7 separate regions of the Mus musculus genome follow, and regions 1, 2, 3, 4, 6 and 7 are each linked to region 5. The links are chromatin contacts, called in public HiChIP or PLAC-seq and promoter capture Hi-C maps. All regions are on one chromosome and are shown on one strand. Each heading gives the region's core, a stretch centred on a gene start, on an enhancer-like site or on the middle of the called end of the contact. The rest is flanking DNA. Distances are from core to core; before and after follow the strand shown. Region 1 holds the start of Zc3hav1l (zinc finger CCCH-type, antiviral 1-like). Region 2 holds the start of Zc3hav1 (zinc finger CCCH type, antiviral 1). Region 3 holds the start of Ttc26 (tetratricopeptide repeat domain 26). Region 4 has its middle 120 kb from the start of Ptn. Region 5 holds the start of Creb3l2 (cAMP responsive element binding protein 3-like 2). Region 6 holds the start of D630045J12Rik (RIKEN cDNA D630045J12 gene). Region 7 overlaps D630045J12Rik (RIKEN cDNA D630045J12 gene).

Evidence for each region. Promoter capture Hi-C pulls out the DNA fragments that hold promoters and counts their contacts. HiChIP or PLAC-seq counts read pairs in DNA pulled down with a chosen protein or histone mark. Capture Hi-C pulls out chosen DNA fragments and counts their contacts.
Region 1: a contact with region 5 is called in an H3K27ac HiChIP or PLAC-seq map of embryonic stem cells, with 4 times the contacts expected there. The contact joins the promoter of Zc3hav1l here to the promoter of Creb3l2 in region 5. A contact is called at or near these places in 7 of 39 promoter capture datasets (the 3T3-L1 cell line, 3T3-L1-derived adipocytes, embryonic stem cells and 2 more), 7 of 115 datasets of contacts at active chromatin or transcription factors (astrocytes, embryonic forebrain, embryonic stem cells and 3 more) and 1 of 9 other capture datasets (embryonic stem cells).
Region 2: a contact with region 5 is called in a promoter capture Hi-C map of adipose tissue, with 3 times the contacts expected there. The contact joins the promoter of Zc3hav1 here to the promoter of Creb3l2 in region 5. A contact is called at or near these places in 7 of 39 promoter capture datasets (the 3T3-L1 cell line, embryonic stem cells, frontonasal cranial neural crest and 4 more), 3 of 484 Hi-C or Micro-C datasets (LSK cells, muscle stem cells and natural killer cells), 8 of 115 datasets of contacts at active chromatin or transcription factors (astrocytes, double positive thymocytes, embryonic forebrain and 4 more) and 2 of 9 other capture datasets (adipose tissue and embryonic stem cells).
Region 3: an H3K4me3 HiChIP or PLAC-seq map of pro-B cells shows a contact between it and region 5, with 4 times the contacts expected there. The contact joins the promoter of Ttc26 here to the promoter of Creb3l2 in region 5. A contact is called at or near these places in 1 of 39 promoter capture datasets (hippocampal neurons), 4 of 115 datasets of contacts at active chromatin or transcription factors (astrocytes, embryonic hindbrain, pancreatic cancer cells and 1 more) and 1 of 9 other capture datasets (embryonic stem cells).
Region 4: a contact with region 5 is called in an H3K4me3 HiChIP or PLAC-seq map of embryonic limb bud, with 4 times the contacts expected there. The contact joins the enhancer-like site here to the promoter of Creb3l2 in region 5. A contact is called at or near these places in 4 of 39 promoter capture datasets (the 3T3-L1 cell line, cranial neural crest and hippocampal neurons), 6 of 484 Hi-C or Micro-C datasets (the N1E-115 cell line, adipose-derived mesenchymal stem cells, cerebellum and 3 more), 4 of 115 datasets of contacts at active chromatin or transcription factors (the NIH/3T3 cell line, astrocytes, embryonic limb bud and 1 more) and 1 of 9 other capture datasets (embryonic stem cells).
Region 6: a contact with region 5 is called in a promoter capture Hi-C map of hippocampal neurons, with 4 times the contacts expected there. The contact joins the promoter of D630045J12Rik here to the promoter of Creb3l2 in region 5. A contact is called at or near these places in 7 of 39 promoter capture datasets (the 3T3-L1 cell line, embryonic stem cells, hippocampal neurons and 3 more), 2 of 484 Hi-C or Micro-C datasets (embryonic fibroblasts and embryonic stem cells), 6 of 115 datasets of contacts at active chromatin or transcription factors (astrocytes, embryonic midbrain, embryonic stem cells and 2 more) and 2 of 9 other capture datasets (embryonic stem cells and macrophages).
Region 7: a contact with region 5 is called in an H3K4me3 HiChIP or PLAC-seq map of pro-B cells, with 5 times the contacts expected there. The contact joins the enhancer-like site here to the promoter of Creb3l2 in region 5. A contact is called at or near these places in 6 of 39 promoter capture datasets (the 3T3-L1 cell line, 3T3-L1-derived adipocytes, embryonic stem cells and 3 more), 3 of 15 datasets of contacts at CTCF or cohesin (the NIH/3T3 cell line, large pre-B cells and pro-B cells), 4 of 484 Hi-C or Micro-C datasets (embryonic stem cells, pancreatic cancer cells, pro-B cells and 1 more), 9 of 115 datasets of contacts at active chromatin or transcription factors (astrocytes, bone marrow-derived macrophages, embryonic forebrain and 5 more) and 1 of 9 other capture datasets (embryonic stem cells).

Annotation. Positions count from the first base shown.
Region 1 is chr6:38,297,818-38,300,517 of GRCm38.p6, reverse strand. Zc3hav1l (zinc finger CCCH-type, antiviral 1-like) reads left to right here and starts at 1,259. Exons shown (of 4, transcript NM_172467.3): 1 at 1,259-1,654; 2 at 2,431-2,566. The coding sequence starts at 1,278.
Region 2 is chr6:38,353,199-38,355,898 of GRCm38.p6, reverse strand. It overlaps Zc3hav1 (zinc finger CCCH type, antiviral 1), which reads left to right and starts at 1,296. Exons shown (of 13, transcript NM_001347122.1): 1 at 1,296-1,984. The coding sequence starts at 1,677.
Region 3 is chr6:38,380,085-38,382,784 of GRCm38.p6, reverse strand. It overlaps Ttc26 (tetratricopeptide repeat domain 26), which reads right to left and starts at 1,261. Exons shown (of 18, transcript NM_153600.2): 1 at 1,192-1,261; 2 at 572-709. The coding sequence starts at 1,194.
Region 4 is chr6:36,690,304-36,693,125 of GRCm38.p6, reverse strand. No RefSeq gene overlaps it. Among named protein-coding and RNA genes, the nearest start is that of Ptn, 120 kb to the left of the region's middle. Within about 2 kb of position 1,470, at least 55 of the 459 cell types and tissues checked have an H3K27ac peak or open chromatin away from gene starts, as enhancers often do. A contact at or near this core is called in embryonic limb bud, where this site is marked.
Region 5 is chr6:37,440,790-37,443,489 of GRCm38.p6, reverse strand. It overlaps Creb3l2 (cAMP responsive element binding protein 3-like 2), which reads left to right and starts at 1,342. Exons shown (of 12, transcript NM_178661.4): 1 at 1,342-1,791. The coding sequence starts at 1,690. Gm33318 (predicted gene, 33318) reads right to left here and starts at 980. Exons shown (of 3, transcript NR_166917.1): 1 at 457-980.
Region 6 is chr6:38,252,745-38,255,444 of GRCm38.p6, reverse strand. D630045J12Rik (RIKEN cDNA D630045J12 gene) reads left to right here and starts at 1,306. Exons shown (of 20, transcript NM_194061.3): 1 at 1,306-1,577. The coding sequence starts at 1,436.
Region 7 is chr6:38,159,095-38,161,794 of GRCm38.p6, reverse strand. The region is part of intron 10 of D630045J12Rik (RIKEN cDNA D630045J12 gene); the gene reads left to right. Among named protein-coding and RNA genes, the nearest start is that of Gm52858, 20 kb to the right of the region's middle. Within about 2 kb of position 1,379, at least 37 of the 459 cell types and tissues checked have an H3K27ac peak or open chromatin away from gene starts, as enhancers often do. A contact at or near this core is called in pro-B cells, where this site is marked.

The DNA.
Region 1 (2,700 bases), core at 10-2,509, 860 kb before region 5:
GATCTCACCCATTTGGTTAGTCTAGCCAATTAGCTGCCCCTGTGGATCCTGCCACTGCCTACCAAGTGCTTGCATTACAAGTGGCCCCCACATCTTCCTGTATTTGTATAGGATCTGGGCATTCAAATTCCAGCCTCACACTTGTCTAGTAAGTGTTTTATCCACTGGGCTGTCTTCCCAGTCCATCTATTCTGTAACATACAGAATCAGTCTTATTAAACTTCTGGATACACTTGCTTACAACATCAGTGCCCTTGAAGTAAAATTCTTCCCTATCTCTATCTTGCTTGAACGTCTCTTCTCTCTGTGTGCATGTGGTTTTCATTCCTCTCTAACCCCTTTCTCAACTTGAATCTTTCTTTTTTCAGTTGTATCTTAGGTCGGCTTCTCTCAGAGGCAAACAGAGAAGGATTGTTTGAGAGCAGACCCTTTACAAGGTAATCCCAAGGAACCACTTCTCAGTTTACATTTTCGGCTGGGCTCCCTGGTAAGCAGATAAGGATTCCATGTAAACCGTTTCTTAGTAGGGAGGGAACACAGGGAAAGGCAGGTTCTACAGGAGCAACAGGGTTCTTTTCCATTAAGGAATCATAGCGACGAAACCATAGAATATCTCTCGACCACTCCGTAGAGGAATAATACGCTAGGAATTTGTCCATTGTTAGGAAGGAAAATCCTTTTAGGTTTAGTGGGTGTTTATGTATATTGTCACCAATTTGACAATAGGAAAAATGTTTATTTATAAGCTGACAGAGAAAAATCAACAATATCATGGCTCAATCCCATCTGAGGCATGGAGCTGATTGATCAGTATTATGGTGTGTGTTCAATAAACCATCCCTATCTGACTGAAATCGGGGTTTGTGTAAGCTCGTGGGGCGACTCATGGACCCCAACACTTAGGAAGTTTTTACCCACTGTGCTGGTTCCTTACTAGGTTTTTTGAGACAGGGTGTCATGTAGTCCAGGCTAGCCTCCAACTCCCCTTTGCAAAGGACGCTGGCCTTGATCTCGGCCTTTTCTTGCCCCCACCTCCCAGGTGCTAGCTAACATTCCAGGCGCGCGCCCCCAGGCTGGGAGAACCACTTCAGCAGTTTACATTCTTTGCAGCCCTCCCTGTTATCCGGTATCTGCCAGGAACCCAGGAGCCAGGAATGTTGCAGGGGCTCAGGCCCTGCCTTCTGAGGCCCGGCCCCCTACAGCTCGCAGGCTCCGGTCGGGGCCGCGGCGGGGAGGAGCCTGGAGGCCCCGGGCTGGCGGGGACGCGCTGGCGGGCCATGGCGGACCTCACTCTGTGCGCGTTCCTCACCAAGGTGCTGTGTGCTCACGGCGGCCGCATGTTCCTGCAGGACCTGCGCGGCCACGTGGAGCTGTCGGAGGCGAAGCTGCGGGCCGTGCTGCGGCGCGCGGGTCCAGAGCGCTTCCTGCTGCAGGAGGTGGAGCTGCGCGACGGCCCGTGGGACGCAGAGGCCGAGGTGGCGGCGGGCGAGGGCGCGGGCGCGGGCTCAGGCGGCGGCGCCACGGCCTGCAGGGTGATGGCCGTGTCCTCCGCGCGCCTCTGCGCCCGCTACCAGCGCGGGGAGTGTCAGGGCTGCGACCAGCTGCACTTGTGTCGCCGCCACATGCTGGGCAAGTGCCCCCACCGCGACTGCTGGTGAGGGGCGGAGTCCTCAGTGTCCAGCGGGGCAGTGGGTGCGGGCGGGCGGGATGCGCCTTCCGGATGCTTCTCGGCGAGCCTGGGTGGGATGGGACAAAGGCCTTCGCGCTGGCCGCCCTGTGCACCTAGTCGCCGAGAGAAATAATATGGAAGGTCTCTCCACTGAGGTTTATTATTCACCCCCCCCCCGCCCCCCAATTTGCTGTCCCTGTCCCAGGATGCTAGGATGTTCCACAACAGCAGCCCGGTTGAATCCGTGTTGCCACTTTTGAATTCACTTATGCCAAATGCCGCTTGAGGGACACCTGGGGGCTTTATGGCCCGCGGAACTTCTGTTCCCTTCTCTCCCTCCTTCCATAACCACAGCCCTTTCGCGCTTAAAAATCTGGTGTCCAATCGCAGGAAACTGGTGGCAGGATGGGGTGAGGGCATAGTGCTGCATAGCCCAAGCCCAGTGCTTTGCAGCAATCCGGGAAGCTTTCTAGTGCTTTCTTTGTAGTGTTGGTGGACAAAGAGAGGCCAGCAGCTGTTGTTGGCCTGAAGATTACGTTTTAGTCTTTACAAAAACAGATAAGTAATCTCAAAAAAGCCTGAGGGTAGGGTACTCACAGAACAGGGAAATGACCCCTGGAAGCTGAGTTGCCTCAATCCGAATTGTTTTATTAGTACTTGGGGAATTCACTTGTGAAGTGGAAATGCCCTAGGCAGAGTTAGACCCACCAGCCTCTTCCCTCTTCTTGACCCGGCCTCCTGACTGCTTTGAACTCTTCTAGGTCTACCTGTTCTCTGTCCCATGATATCCACACACCTATCAACGTCCAAGTCCTGAAAAGCCGGGGGCTTTTTGGCCTCAATGAAGGGCAGCTGCGAATCCTGCTTTTGCAGAACGACCCCTGCCTTTTCCCAGAGGTGAGTCCTTGAGAAGTCGCCATCCTACCATCAACTGTGGCAAGGCTTTCTCTCACTGATGTCTATCCCTCGATGTTTGTGTTCTTTTGTTGGGATAGGATCTTAAATAGCCCAGGATGTTAGTGAACTTGTCA
Region 2 (2,700 bases), core at 47-2,546, 910 kb before region 5:
TGAATTTGTTTTTAAATTTTAAATTACATTTATCAGAGAGAGAGGGGGGAGGAGGAGGGAGGGAGGAAGGAAGAGAAAGAGTGTTGTGGAGGTCAGAGGGCAACTTGCTAGAGTAAACTCTCCCAGCATGTGGGGAAATTCTGGGGGTCAAATTAGTGTCCTGTGTTTTAGCAACTGGTGCCTTTACCTGCTCAATTATCTTCCTGGCCAATAATCCCTTTGCCCCAGTCTCACAAGTGCTGATATTACCGGCATGCCTTCACCACGCCAAGCTTTTAATATTATTTTAGCGTGTGTTTGTCTGAGTGGGTGGGGTCACTCGCACCTCCCTCTTGTGAAGTTTGAAAGCATCGCAGTGCACACTTCTCCTGCACCGTGCCTGCAGATTTTAAAGAAAGGGTTCCCATCTGATCGGTGAGCGCTCCATTCATTTCATTTCTGAGTGCTGAAAGGAAAGCCCCTTTCTTTTTCTAATTTGGGTCTAGTGTTTACTGGCCTGCAAATTAGCTGAGAATACAGATGAGACAAACTAAACACAATTGTGCAAAAGAAGTTTTAAAGTCACAATTTAACAAGGGGAGGAGGCCGAAGAGCGTATAAGGTTTGTGTGTGGTGAGTGTGTTTCACTACGGAGTCTGGAAGGACAATCGGAGTTTTTTTTTAATGCTAATGTTTGGAGCAGCAGAATCTTCCGGAAAGCTCCCTGGGGACACGGATGGCTCTTTAATTTCATCAGCCTTTGCTTTCCTCAAAGGGAAATCTAGTTATTATTTCCTTCTGTCTCTACAGTAACTCTACGGTAAGGTAAGGGTTTACCTTAAAAATCATCTTCATGCCAAGGGGGGAGGGGTGGGGGAAATCTGAAGACATTCTAAGCAGTTGGTTTGAGGCACCAAAATTGGAGATTTTAAGTTAGCAAGGCCAGAAAGGATCAAAGAGTGGGTCTTCAAATAGCTCTGGAGAAGGCTACGTAAGAAACCAGGGAGAGTAACAATCACCGCCCTCTAAGAGGGGCTCGGCACTGGGTAGAAAGTGCGTAATCCTAGATCTGGTGCCGCGGAATCAGGCCCGGAAACAAACTCTCGAGAACCTCGGTCATCCGAGCTCCACCTGTTCCTTCAAGTTATTTCCCCAAGTGCGGAGTTCGGATAATATCCATGTCCTAAGGTGGTGGCGAGCATTGACGACACTCGGCGGAGAGTCCCGCTTACAGGAAGCGCTCACCAGGTCTGCTCTTTCCGGGGCTGGGTGGGGCTGATTTGAGGACGCCTCTAGTGGGCCCCCCAGGATGCGTCACTCTCCTCAGGCTCATCAAAACTCCACCCGAGCCTCACGAACGTCCTTACTTCCTCTCTTCCTGGTAGCAGCCTTGCAGTCCCGAGCTCGGGGGACCTCACGTCTAGCCTGGAACCGAGGGTACCGCGCCGCGGCGGACCTGCCCGCCTAACGTCGCTCGCTTCCCATTCGCTCTCCCGCGCGGCTGACTTTAAATCTGACCCCAGGACCTCGTCGTCGAGGTCGGGCCTCGCGACACCACCGCCGGAGTTGGAAAGCGAAACCGCTCTGCTCTGCGAGCGGCACCGCCCGCGTCCGCCCCTGGGACCGCGCGTAAGTTTCGATTCTCCGTGAAGCCGAGTCCCGCGCAGCGGCCGGAGCAGCGGCAGCCATAGCGCGCCATGACGGATCCCGAGGTATTCTGTTTCATCACCAAGATCCTGTGCGCTCACGGGGGCCGCATGACCCTGGAGGAACTGCTGGGTGAGATCAGCCTCCCCGAAGCGCAACTCTACGAGCTGCTGAAGGCAGCAGGGCCCGATCGCTTTGTGCTATTGGAGACTGGAGACCAGGCCGGGATCACTCGGTCGGTGGTGGCTACTACTCGAGCCCGCGTCTGCCGTCGCAAGTACTGCCAGAGACCCTGCGACAGCCTGCACCTTTGCAAGCTTAATCTGCTCGGCCGGTGCCACTATGCACAGTCCCAGCGGTGAGTGCAGCGGGAATGGGGAAGGTTCTCTAATTGCCTAGTCCGGCGCCGCGGGGCAGCTTCCTAGGGGAGGCGGGAACCGGGTGGATATGGCTCACTCGGCTGCAAACCCCTTCTCCCTCTATCCCTCCTAATCTCTAGACCAGTGGTTCTCAGCCTTCCTAATGCTGCGACCCTTTAATACAGTTCCTCAGGTTTGTGACCCTCAACCATAAAATTATTTTCGTTACTACTCCGTAACTGTAATTTTGCTACTGTTATGAAATGTAATGCAAGTATCTGTGTTTTCCAATGGTCATATTCGACTCCTGTGAAGTTAGACCCCCAGGTTGAAAAATCTGTAGCCAAAGCGCTATTGGAAAGGCGGACAAGGCTGCCTCTCTACCCTTCTCACCTCCCACCAGAATCCTAATTAAAGTACGTTTGCACCAACCAGAGTTTGTAGAAGTTGCAGGCACACCTTTTTCTCCTTGCTACTCTGGTACCTCGAATGTTGCGATCGCCCCAGAATCCTAGCGGTGCTGCCCAGTCTCCTGTGTCTCGGGTGCGCCAACTCCTGGATCGCTGTGACCCTTCACTCCTTGTCTCTCCACCTGGCCAGATAGATAACTAAAGGTATAGTGGCCTCTCAGCCTTCTTCCTAGTATGCGTGGTGGCCTGTACTACGACACCCCCCCCCCTTCTTGCAACCGACCCACTGTCTCAAATTGCATGAA
Region 3 (2,700 bases), core at 12-2,511, 940 kb before region 5:
TTTAAAAAAATGACCCTGACATACAGAGTTGAAATGTTTTATGGGTTTACAATAGTTTTAAATTGTAAATAGTAAAAATCACTTATTTTTTTTAACCAAAATGTAAATAGGAAGAAGTTACAAATCACTCAGGATTTATGGTAAATAATGTGTGAATTGACACTGTTAAATGTAATACTGTATTCACCATTTGTGGAACTAAAAATTAATAATTTTATGTGTACAAGTGTTTTGTCTTCATGTATGTCTACATACCATATGTTTTGTTGAAGGAAGCCAGAAGGCCTTGAATCTCCTAACATTTAGTTACTAATGGCTGTGAGCAGGCACGTGAGTACTGGGAATTAAGGTCCTCTGGAAAAGCAGCCGATACTTTTAAATGTCGAGCCATCTCTCCAGTCCAAAATGTTTTGTATTTCATCAGGTTTATAGTTAACTTGGAATCTGGAATATGCATCTGGCTATGTTTGTTTGGATTACCCATAATGTACCCACCCGTCCCAATAGCATAGTAACCAGCATTCAACCCACCATCCACCAGACTGAGAAGTAAACCTTCTTTGGACATTACCTCCAATAGGGTAATGGCGCCAGTGAAATCTCTCTGCGAAAGTAGATCCTCTAGTTTTGGAATCTTCCTCCCTTTCTTCTTTCTTTTGTCAGTGTGCGGTGACTCCCCGCCCACAGCGGGTTTGGCCCTTGAAAGCATCTGTAAAACAAATAGCAAAGACTGTTCTATCAAAAGTCATTTTTAAACTGAGGGTAACAGCTCTCAGTCAGATCTACCCTTACCATCAGACCCTAGGAAGTCTATTCAGATTCTTTTTTTATTGTGCATTTTAGTAAAAGGACCATTACCTACTACTGAAGGGGAACCGAATAGCTACTTCCAACAACTTTATCCATAAGAGACAAACAAACACTCACGCAGCTTCTACTACCTAGGTCTTCCAAGATTCTTTTTTCCAGTTCACAGTCTAGTATCGGGAAATGAAGAAGCAGGAGGGAAGAGAGCATCGAGGTACATAGATTTCTTCGCATCCCTCCCTATTCCCGGTGGAAACACTGGAGGGATAAAGGGATCGCCCTCTAGAGACGCACCTAGATTCTATCCAACAGTGCGTTGAGAACTCTAAACCCAGGTACAAACCTATTCAAAATCCCCCACCCTTACTATTCAGAGCCACTAACCATCTTGGCGTCGGTCCTGTGAGCCCCCGCTGCAGATAGTCTGCAAAGGCTGTGCTTCGGCGAGTTGCCACATCCACACAGCGAGCTCCGTTTCCACGGCAACGCCGCCGGGAGGCTGGTCCTTCTGAGAAAGGGCTCGTCCCAAAACCAATGTCCTAAGCTTCTTGGTTCCGTGTGTTTCCGCAGCTGGAAGAGTAGGTGCTTCTCTCAAGGGAGTTAATCCTTGTTGTTTGTGCTGAGGATGAAAATGGGGCTGTGTCTCTACTTAGGAAAGCAGTTTAAGAAAAGGCGATTTAGAAGTACTATTACAACTAGGAAGTATATTTCAAAAGCAAGTTTCTTGGGAAGGTAATTTTCAAGGACCACTTCCGTTTTGCCTGGGGTGAGGACGACAACAGCTCCGCTTGTCTCGTACATTGTCTCTGTTTTCTGCTCGTTTCTGCTGGTACCTGCTGAAGCAAAGGATAGTTTGGAGGCAGAAGTGATACCAAAATATTTCCTCGAGACAATGTTAATCCCAAAGATGGGAGGAGAAAGACCACCACCCCAAATCATCATGACCAAATTAATTAAAGCAAGCTTTTTTATTCGTGTACACGGACTGCTTCTCTCTAAGGCCAGTTTGGAGAGATCAGCATTGGATGTGAGGAAGACAAGGTTTTTATAGATCATGGGGGTTGCGGGGGTGAAATGGGGAAAATAGGAGGGAGAGGTGTTATAAGAGCAGAATATAACAATAACAAGTTAGTCCTAACTACCTCCTGAAACAGTCATGGTTGCAAGGTGGGCATAACAACAGATAGCCATAACAAGGTAGTTATAAAACCTTTTGAAACAAAGGTAGAGTTGCAAGATGGTTCTAAACAACTTTTAGAAACAATGTCATGATTTGGCATTCTTGGAACGGTCAGTACAGAACCATTTGTAGTTAAGGCTATAGGCGAGGCATAGCTCAATCTGAGAAACAAAAATTTAATCATAAGCAGGAATGAACCTAGTTTGTTTTTACTATAAGGTGACTTCTGTTTGTTTTGTTTTTGCTTTGCTTTGCTTTTTGTTTTATTTTTCAAGATAGGATTTCCCTGTGTAACAGCTCTGGCTATCCTGGAACTCTCTTTGTAGATCAGGCTGGCTGGAACCCACAGAGATCTGCCTGACTCTGCCTCCCAAGTGCTCATGTTAAAGGCATGTGCCACCACACCCAGCTATAAATGGGCTTTTAAAGTCTAGGATGGAAGCAGGCTGGTTCTTCAACACACCTATACACAATTAGAAACTATAAAAATGTGTGTACAATTAAAGCAAGAATGGAGTATTTACTCCAGAGCAGCGTTAATTTAGTTGCAATATATACATATATATATACACATACATATATATATATACACACATACACACACACACATATATATATATATATTTTTTTTTTTTTGCTTTGTTTTTCGAGACAGGGTTTCTCTGTATAGCCCTGGCTATCTTGGAACTCACTTTGTAGACCAGGCTGGCCTC
Region 4 (2,822 bases), core at 221-2,720, 750 kb after region 5:
ATCAGCCACCAAACGCAGACACTATTGCATATGCCAGCAAGATTTTGCTGAAAGGACCCTGATGTAGCTGTCTCGTGTGAGGCTATCCCAGTGCCTAGCAAATACAGAAGTGGATGCTTACAGTCATCTATTGGATGGAACACAGGACCCCCAATGGAGGAGCTATAGAAAGTACCCAAGGACATGAAGGAGTCTGCAACCCTATAGATGGAACAACAATATGCACTAACCAGTACCCCCAGAGCTGGTGTCTCTAGCTGCATATGTAGCAGAAGATGGCCTAGTCGGCCATCATTGAGAAGAGAGACCCCTTGATCTTGCAAACTTTATATTCCCCAGTACAGGGGAAACACCAGGGCCAAGAAGTGGGAGTGGGTGGGTAGGGGAGCAGGGCTGGGGGAGGGTATAGGGGACTTTCGGGACAGCATTTGAAATGTAAATAAAGAAAATATCTAATAAAAAATAAAAAGTACAAAATATCAATCTATCATATTATTTTTAAATCAACCCAGCTGAAGTAGGGGAACCATACATCATTTAATCACCTGTTAGTCTGATGGTCAGCCAAAATAGCTCAGCTCTTCTTTAGCACTGCTCAGGGTCCATCCGTGTCACAGTCACACCAAAGTCTCAACCACTTCCCTAGCATTCAGTTCCAAAGAAGGCTTGATTAACAACCAGCCTGCTAAAGCTGAGTATCTGAGGAAATGTTGTATTGAAATACCGAAGCCTCAGTGCTTAATAAACGCCATCCAGTCTTCTTCCACAAAGCTCAGTACGATAGAACTCTTATATGAACCAGGAAAGCACGTTATATGCAAGTTCAAAATTTCTGTTAAATACTGTTAAGAAATAACCAGTGAAATCATATTGAATAATATATATTAACTTAATATAATAGAAACATTTCATACACATCAAAGCATAAATCTTTTTTTTTTTTTTTACATTATCTTTTGGTGTTGGAGTTTTGAAATCTCACCTGGTGTACACTTGACATAGAGAGCATGCTGGAACTGGCGCTGGATACTCAGAGTCCGTGTTGACTCCTTTATTGGAAAAATGATGCTCTTAAGGGGGTACATTATTAAGATTAGAGGACAAGAAGCAGAATAAGATATTATTTATTATTTAAGTACTTGTAAATTTTTATCTACGAGAGAGAGAGAGAGACAGAGACAGAGAGAGAGAGACAGAGACATAGAGAGAGACAGAGAGAGAGAGAGAGACAGAGAGAGAGAGAGAGAGAGAATTGGGGTATTCTGCTGCTCAGTGCAGGCACCTGGCAACTCACTGGTTGTGTCTATATCACAGCCACAGGTGCTGGCTGGAGTTCGGAAGCTCAGCTGTTACTAGGGGCTTTAACAGATTGACAGCTGCTTTTGAGACCCAAGCTTGAAACTGAGGCTAATAAAGTCCTAGCACAGAACTTGAAGTCTGGTTTGTGGAGACAAGGCCACCATCCTGTGGAATCTCAAGGAACTGCAGTGAAGCAGTCCCCTTGTGTGATTAAGATGTGGAGGGCAGAGTCCTCAATGCATCCACCCTGGGAGAAAGCTGTGGAACATGTGATCAACCTACCTAAGCAGTGTGCAACAAACCTGGAAAAGATCCAGGGAAGGGTCAGAGAAGGGTGATTCCGAGTAAAAGGCAGACTGAAGTTACGAAAATGTGTATGATTAGAATCAACGAGATCATAAAATGTAAGATGAGGACTTGTCCATATCGAGATTTGCTAAAACTAAGGTTGAAGTCTCAAGTATGATATCCAAATCCACGGTTTTTTACCAGGAAATACCTTTAAACCTTTTCACATATTTAGCTTTTAAATAAGCTAAGTGGTGTACGATGCTGTGTTAATGTTTTTGAATAGTCATGCCAGTAAGGCCAATTATCAGGAAGTTTGGAAGTGACAAATTGTCTTCAAAATGCCAAATTGTTTTGGCAATATTAAGAATCTCTGCCTGTTTCTATGGAAATCCCACACTTATCTACCCTCTGGCACCCAAACACTGTTATGTTGTTTACAACATAATGACAGCGTTCCAAAATATTAGAAATGCACAATGTTGGTGCTTGGAATTGTGAAGCTAATAAAATGGTAAGAATATGTGTGCCGAGAAGAACATTCAATATTCAAAATTACGTCTTCAAGGCTTTTTTATTTTAGAAAAAAGAGAAAATTCCCCAAGTACACTGCTATGGTGTCAGATGGATGACATCAAAGATGAGTTATTAACCATGTTTTAGATCCTGTAGCCAAGTTAATGTGGTTATTGGTTGTGGGCAATATAGATTTATCGATTAATGATACATAAAAATATATTGCCCTTAAAAATATAGGGCTGAAATGTTAGGTGTAATGGCTTCTACATGCCATCTAGACAAAGGCTCCTCTTACTTCATGGTTAGTGATAGACTGAAAAATAGTCTGAATTGTTCTGAGTGTTATCAAGCAACCACTCTAGAGTTAAGTTGCTCTTTCTGTATGTTGGGTATTTCTAACACAATATTGTTGATTCTATTCTTCTTGCCCTTGTTATATTTTAATCAATGATATGACTAAGTACTTAGAAAACATAGTTACTGAATTAGTACATGATAAAAAATTGAAGAGTAGCTTACATGACAAATTTCAGAATGAAGTTTTAAAATGATTGTGATGAACCTAATCCAAAATAATGACACTTAATGAAGCTAAGCTGTCTTGTAATATAGGCAAAATAATGACATTTACAACGGGATTGGGAGGACTGTTCTTTGAAAGAGTTTGCATAAAAGTACTCTGGGACTCTAGTTTACTGTAAAGAAAATCCTCCCAC
Region 5 (2,700 bases), core at 93-2,592:
AAAAGATCCTAGGCTAGACAAGCAGACTCATTTTACATGAAAAATAAAAGTTGCTTAAAGACAGTGTAAAGTTCTGAGACTTCTGTCTTCACACAGCAAAACCACGCTCTGAAGAAGACAAAACTCTCTGTAGACCTGATACCTGACTGTCCCCTTGTAAGAACCACCTGGAACCACAGCCCTGTATGTAAAATGGTTAAACTATAGCCAACTAAGGCTGTTTCCATAAAAGGAAACCTCAAAAGGGAAGAAGAAAAATCACATTGGGGGAAAATGCTATAGAGCAGGCCTTTTCTTCTCTAAGGGGGTCAAAGGCTTAGATCTCTTTCCCAACACTCACTTTGGGGTGCATCTTGCAGCCATTAAAACACTTATTTTCCCCTAAGCCCCACTTCATCCACGACACTCAGGAGAGTATCCGTTACCTCTTTGACCAGTATCTGGAATAGTACCCACCTGGCCATCCTCTCATTTTTTTGCCTGGTACTCCATTGGGAATAAAAGATCTGTGAAGCAGGCACTAGTGGCATAACCGTGCAGTCCCTCCCAGCTCTCCGGAGGTGAGGCAGAGGGATCAGGAGTTCAAGCTCAGCCTTAGCTGCACAGTGCAGTTGAGGACAGCCTGGGCTACAGGTAACCTTGTCTCAAAAACAAAACAACAAAATCCTATGAATTTAAAAAAAAAAATTAGCCCTCTGATTTAGGACTTGGAAACGTGTGGCAAGATTGGCTAATGTCTGTTTAATAAAGGCCATAAAACTACATAAAAAGCTAGCAATGAATGTGTGCTAGAACTGTGATAATTCAGATTTCTGCTCACGTGCGCATTTTCATATATGTGGTGCATTCTTTTAAATCCAGACAGACTCACGCGACCTAAACTAATTTGAAATGTAGACAGCGCTTCAATCCGCTTGGTTTCTCTGAGGAAATAAACTCGCGAAACAAACCTCCTTTAAGCGGAGACTCTTAGGGAGGACACTGGGCGCGCACGCCCTCTCTTATAAAAATGTATTCTTGTCGCTATTTGATTGGTTGGCTCCTCCAGGTCTCCCTAGCTCATTGATCTATGTTTCAGTCGATCATTTCTAGACCCTAGCACCCTATTGGTCCATTGCGACGCTCCGGCAGGAGGCGTTCCCCAGTGACGTAAAAGACCCTCTCCGCCCACATTCCGAGGACTAGGCGGAGACTTCGCGCGACTCTCCCTCTGGGGGAGGGACATGGATGAGAAAGGGACTTTTGATACGGTATAGATGGCAAGACGGGCGTTCGATTGGTCACTGGCCTGGAAGGAGGTGGGGTCGCCTCTGGATCCAGGGGCAGAGCTCAAGAGCCCAAGGGAGTCTCAAAGTTTGTCTGGAGCCCTAGTGGGGAGTGGGCTTGTTGCGCGAGGACTTTCTTGGGATGAGCGCTGCCTTTTTGCCTTCCTTTTGGATGCACAGCCCGATTTAACCCCTGCACCTTCCGCCCGATCCCAGCAGGCTTGTCCTCCCCGGGGAGTCACAGATTTCCGAGGACAAGGGTCGCGTAGCCTTCGGCAGGGCTCTCCCGAGTTCCTGCTCCAGTGCATAAGTTCCACGCGCGCACACGCCAAGTACACGGGGAGAAGCGTCTCACCGGCCCGCGGCGGCTCTGCGCGGTCCCCTCCTGCCTCAGCATCCTCGGCCCTGCGCGGCGCCCACCGCCATGGAGGTGCTGGAGAGCGGGGAGCAGAGCGTCCTGCAGTGGGACCGCAAGCTGAGCGAGCTGTCAGAGCCCGGAGAGACTGAGGCCCTCATGTACCACACGGTGAGGACCCGTGGTCCGGGCAAAGGGAGTCGGGGGTGAGGAGAAAAGCGGGTTTTGTCACCAGCTGGGTCCTGGGAGGCAGCGTTTGGGGAAGGGCATGACTATATTAAGAGGTCTGGGGATGGGAGTTTTCTTCTATGAACACATTAAGGTGCACAGCTGGAGCCTTTAAACTTTCTTCCGAATAAGTGACCCTTTGTATTCCAAAGCAGTTTATAGTGTTTTCCTGTCGGTAGCTCCATTTCCTATTGCTAACGGTACAGCAATGCTGGGAAGCGACGTGTTTTGAGAATAATACCTCCGCCCAGTTATATTGATTTTTTTTTTAAAATGGTAAGGTTTGTAAAAAAACACACACAATACACACACATCCAAAATTTGGACAAGCTAATGTAGTATAGTCATCCCATATGTTTTTTGTCCCCATCCCATCCAGTTTCTTTACTTTCTTGTTTATAGCTTTAAAATGTTCGTGTTAAAAGCCTTCCTTCACCGCACGGGAAGGCGGCCGCCTCACTTGGCTGCTTCATCTGCACAGCCTCGAACTGCTTCCTCCCTTTTTCAGGGGAAAATCTGAGGCAACTGCATGTTTCAGAGAGGCTCTGGGGGAGAGGTAGGACAGCTCACCAGTTCCTTCCCCGCAGAGACCTCTTTGGAGACTCAACTGTCAGAAGCGTGAATCATTTAAAGATGTCACTTTCAGCTTTTTGCAAGAGAAAATCTTGTTTGTGATAGCCAGTGCTGGTAATGTGGCTTTGTTCAGAACTCTTAGAAGTTGAGAGGGAGGGGTGGGGGTGGGGGGCACTGAGGGACTGCTGAGGGACTGAGGTAAGGACAGGCTTGGCTGCATTTCTGTCTTAGTGCTGTTAATGGGGTCAGTACCAGGATATTTGAAACTTTTGCAAAACG
Region 6 (2,700 bases), core at 57-2,556, 810 kb before region 5:
GCCAGGTGAGTAATTCAGAGAAAAGCGAGGAGAGGGGAGCCATACCTAGGGCTATTGTGGTCAGGGTGCAAACATGCTCAGACAAGCAAACTCTCTACTTGGGTATGCTGGAGACAACTCCAAGAATGTATATGTCTGGGGGAGCAGGAGAGCAATGTATGGGGGTTGCTTATGACAAGTGACACAATGGAACGCAAAAATTAGGGTCATCAACAAAAGCTTATAACCTAGATTCTCATCTTCCCTGAAATTTAACAGGTGCCTATTTTTTTTTTTTTTTCAGAACAGGAACTTCTGATTCTTTGCCTAGATAGATGAGTTTGCCCAGCAAAACTGGGTAGCATCTTTCTGGGTCTTTTGCCTACCTCACTGAAGAGCAACCTTGATCCTTGGCCAGTCTGGATGGCTGACATTTCCCACTGTCTGTCATAGTTTCTCACTCAACAAGATACTTCTCTTATGCACGGCTTGCAGACCACGGCTGGTGCAACCTCTGAAATACAACTGTCCAAAATTGTAGTGTGTTCTAGGACCTTCCAACCTTATTCGGCCTTCAGAGTTAATGCACTTGGCTCTTAGCACAGAGACACATGCTAACTCCCATCCACACCCCCATTTCCCCAGGAAACTAACCCCCAACAAGGTCTTTTTCATCATATATTGGTGCTACTTTCTTTTTTAAAAAATAAGGCCTGGATCTGTGTGTTTGTGTCTGTCCACTTTGATTCAGCTTCAGTAGCCCCTTTCTGAAGACTCACTAAGCTCAGGGCAGTAGGCCTAGGTCTTACCAAAGGCCCACCTTTGCCAACAAGGTGGCACAGCTCTGGAAAGGCAAAGGATGGGCTGAGCCCTGTGTGCCTCCTCCCCATTCTTTTCCAGCGCGCGGGCTCTGGGAAAGAGAGCCGACTTCTCTCGGCTTTGTCCGCTCAGCAGCCCGGGGTCTGCCAGGGACCACGGCCGCCCCGCACACACACCTGCTGCCCGCCCCGCGTGGGCGGCTCGGGAGGAGCGTGCTCCGGAATCACCCGGTTTGCGACCGTTCCTCTAGGGCCCCGGGGGTGCGGGTGCGGGGCGGCGCCGTCCCGGGCGCCCTCCTGAGAGGCGGGTCCTGTGGGAGGGCGGGGACCGGGTCCCGCCTCGCCCTCCGCCGGGCCGCCCGCAGGCAGGCGCCGGGCCGGCCGGGAGGTGGTGCTCGCCTCCCCGCGCGGGGCCGTGCGTTGCCCGGCAGCGGCTGCGAGGCTCGGGAGGGGGCGGAGCGGCGCGGCCGGCGTGCAGCGGCCCCAGTCCGCGGATCCGGCCCGGCCCGCCCCCGCCTCGCCGGCCTCGCTGCGCGCCGGTGCTAGGCGCCCAGTCTCCGCCGCAGCGGACGCCGGCGTCCCGGGCCTGAGCGCGCCCACGCCCGGAGGCCGGGGTGTCGGGGAGCCGACGCGTGGCCATGGAGCGGGAGCCCCGCGCCAGGGTTGCACTGGTGCCGGAGCGGTGCGGCCGCGGGCCTTCCTCCCGCCACCGCCGCCCGGGGCTGCTGCTCCCCGGCCTCTGGCTGCTGCTGCTCGCCGGGCCGGCCTCGTGCGCCCCAGGTAAGCCTCGCGGAGCCCCCCGGGACGCGGCCGCCACCCTGGCCGCCTTCTCTGCCGCGCTCGTCACCCCCTGGCTTCCCCACCCGCCCATCCTCTTTTATTCTTCACCGCTCCCTCGCCCTCCTTGCTGGAGATGCTTTCCTATTCTTCCTGGGCCCTGCAAATAAAGGCATGGAGGAGAGGAATAAATCCAAAGGAAAAAAGAGCGAGCGGTTTCTGACCGGTCTTGCTAAAAGGTCTGCAACCTAGTCTTCCGTGAACCATGTTGCCCGAGGCGGGTTTGGTGGTTTCTGCTCCGAAGATGCCTATTTTCTTTTTCCCCTTTGCAAAATGCAGGCACTGGAATTGTGTTTGTGCACGGTTGTGTGAATGTGGCGTAGCGAATGTTTTGGGATACTTTTATTGTTGGGGCAAAGGGATGCATCTGGTGTGTGCAGAAGAGCAGTTGTGCATTGCCGTGAACACCCAGTGTTACCCCAGATGCAAGCAAGCTGGCTGTGTCCCCCAGTGCGCCAGGACACAAAGAACATTCAAAGAAAAAAATCTCTTGGAAAGCGCCCTGGCCATGGATCTTTCCAGGGAACTAGCTATTGGTATTACCTCCACAAAGGCATTACAATGGAGTGTGAAAATATTTTGAGTCTGAAGTGTCAGGGCATGAAAGGAGTCATGGTTGGTTTTTATAATAGATGCAATTTAGTGACTGTTCATCAGCATGGGATTAAGAGACATGATTTATGAGGCGTGTGGGTGGGTTTTGTTTGTTGAGGAAATGGTTTAATTCATGTTGCTTCCCCGAAATGTTTATTTATCCATCCTGAGCACGCACTGCACTGGACTGGAGACCATCTCTGAGGTGACACAGTGCATCCTGTGATTGCCCCAGCCCACACGTGCTTGGTTGCTTTGTGGGTAGGAAAGGAAAGGAGAAAGGAGCAGTTTAGGTGGAGAGCTTCTTCTCACTGCTCAGGAGAGACAGAAAAGCCATGAAAGCAGCCCAGAACCCTGCCTGCTTGTGGGAGCAGGGCCAGAGGACTGCCAAGTGGTTTGAAGGAAGTAGAACGCATTTGAAGGTGTCCCTTAGGCCCGACTGTGGGCATTATAACTAGTGCCACAAAGGGGA
Region 7 (2,700 bases), core at 130-2,629, 720 kb before region 5:
ACATACATAGATGCTTTGCCTTTAAGAGCTCAGCTGAATCATTATGGTAACTTAAAACAAACAAGGGGGGCTGGAGAGATGGCTCAGCGGTTAAGAGCACTGACTGCTCTTCTGAAGGTCCTGAGTTCAATTCCCAGCCACCATATGGTAGCTCACAACCATCCATAATGAGGTCTGACTCCCTCTTCTAGGGTGTCTAAAGACAGCTACAGCGTATTTACATATAATAATAAATAATTTAAAAAACAAGGAAAAAATATTGGGGTAGCAAGTGTGGCCTTATGAAGGGCATATTGCTGATTGCTGTTAAGTGTGTTGTTTTAAGAATGTATTGATTATTTTATGTATGTATGTGGTGTGCCTAAGTGTGTGTATGTGTACCACATGCATGGAGGATCCCTTGGAGCCCAGAAGAGGGGCTTAGATCCCCTGGAATTGGTGGTACAGATGGTTGTAAACCACTGTGTAGGTGCTGGGAATTGAACCCAGGTCTTCTGCAAAAGCAACCAGTGACCTTGACCTCTGAACCATCTTTCTGGCCCCTCAAGTACATTATTCATGCTTAAGTCCAAATGTGTTATTCTAGAGCTAATCTGCTATGAACAGAGGGACAACATGCCAATGAGCAGAGGCCGCTCCTGGGGACACTCATTGAGGAAGGGGTCAGCATGGGGTCAGGTGACTGGAACACAACCCGGGTGTCCAGTAACTAAAGGAACCTAATGGAAGTTTCCTGCAGAAACGAATAAGAGTTCAAGAAAACAAAGATGCCTGACATCTTGGCTCTATTATTGCTTTTTTGATTTGAAGTTAAAACTTTGGGTTGTTTTTTTGATGTAGATAAAAAAATTTTTCTTATACATACATACACACACACACACACACACACACACACACTTACATACATACATACAAAGCATACATAGACCCTTTTTGGCTTCTGTGGGAATCTGCACTCACATTTGAACACACAGACACAGACACAGACACACACACACACACACACACACACAGGAAATACAGTTAAGATAGGGAAGGAGGAAGCCATCTTCAGCCTTATTGTGCTTCGACAAAAGGGACCCACTAAGCCCGGTGAGTCCTTGGTATTTGGTGTCTGGAGGTTTCTATTCTCTATACAGAGCACTCCAAGAAGCTACTGTGTTCATAAGAGCTGGGATTCTCTTCAGTAAGGGGCAACAAGACTTTTAAAAGAGTCTGGGGAGGGGGATCCTCTGCTACTAGGAAATGTTTGTCCACCTGCAAGGAGACCAAGTAGACCATTTGGGGGAAGGCAGTTGGTTTTGGGTTTGTCATTTCCCATGAGGTGCTGCTGAGTCCAGAAATGCATGGAACAGCGGCCTGCTCTAGTAAAGGAAGCTCATTAATTAGAGAATATGGTTGCCAGCTGGTCTGCCTTTTGTTTCCAAGCAACTCTTTGTAAACTATCCTTACAGTACCATTTGTCTCCCTCTGCTGGCAGAAGTCATTATCGCAGACTGCCTTTTCCCTGCCCATTTGGATGTTTAACATTAAGAGTATTAGGTCACAAGGCTAAGCCAACAGCATCACTTTTGAGCCGTAAAGTAATGCATTATGACATCACCTTTGCTCCTATACATAGTATATTGTGTGAAAGCATTCCTTAGGACTCTGATAAAGTCAAGCAGCATTCCCAATGAGCAGACCCATCTGGGCAACTTCATCTTTTTCTAAGTTAATTAATTTTTAATTTTTATGTGCCTAAGTGATTTGCTTGCATGTTTGCGTGTGTACCACATGTTCCTGGAGCCCACAAAAGTCAGAAGAGTTGACCCCTAGAACTGGAATCAACAGGCAGTTGTGAGCCACCATGTGGGTGCTGGGAAGCAAACCTGGGGTTCCCTGGAAAAGCAGTGTGCTCTTAACCACTGAGCCACCTCTACAGCCCCTCGGAGCTGCTTTTTTTTTTAATGCACTTCCATTCTCCTATACTGTGCAGGCTGGATTTGAGGAAACTGTTAATACTCACCCTTGGTCCTTGCAGTGTCATTAAAATGATGTCACCAGACATGGTACTGTGCATCTCAGTGCTGTGCATGACCTCCCTCAGAGGCTCAGAAGCTACAGTCTAGAGGAGGTGCAGCCCCCAAGCTCTGATTCTGGGTGTGGTGTTGGGTGCCTTGGTGTCCTCAGAGAGAACGCCTGTGTCTAGCAGCGAGTACAGGGTGCTTCTGAAGACGTTTGGCTGTGGGCCTTTCTAGGAATGCTTTATCCGTTGGTTGCTGGTCCGCTGAGCTCTCCAATGGGCCTGTTCCTTTGAAGTCTCCTGTTTTCTTTCATGCTTCCTTTGCTTCTCCCCAGTTCCAACTTGCTAGATGTTCTCTTAACAAAGACTCTACACTCATGCTTGCATGTCACTGGACAGGCAGCCGCCAGCATCGCCTCTCAGACTGAACATCTCCTCTGTCTTTCAAACTAACCATGTTGAAAAGGAAGTCTGCTGTTTTATCTCCTTTGCTCCTTTAAAGACCCACCCTTAATGTCACTGCCTTGTTGAGGACCAGGCTTCCAGGCCATTCATTACCTGTTCAACTTTGGATTCTTCTGTCTGCCGGGCTTTTCCCTTCCACTGATTTCGAGAGGGAGAGCCAACCTTTCTTCTCTCTCTGTTTCTCTATCTCTCTGTGTGTCTGTCTCTCTGGCTGTCTGTCTGTCTCTCTT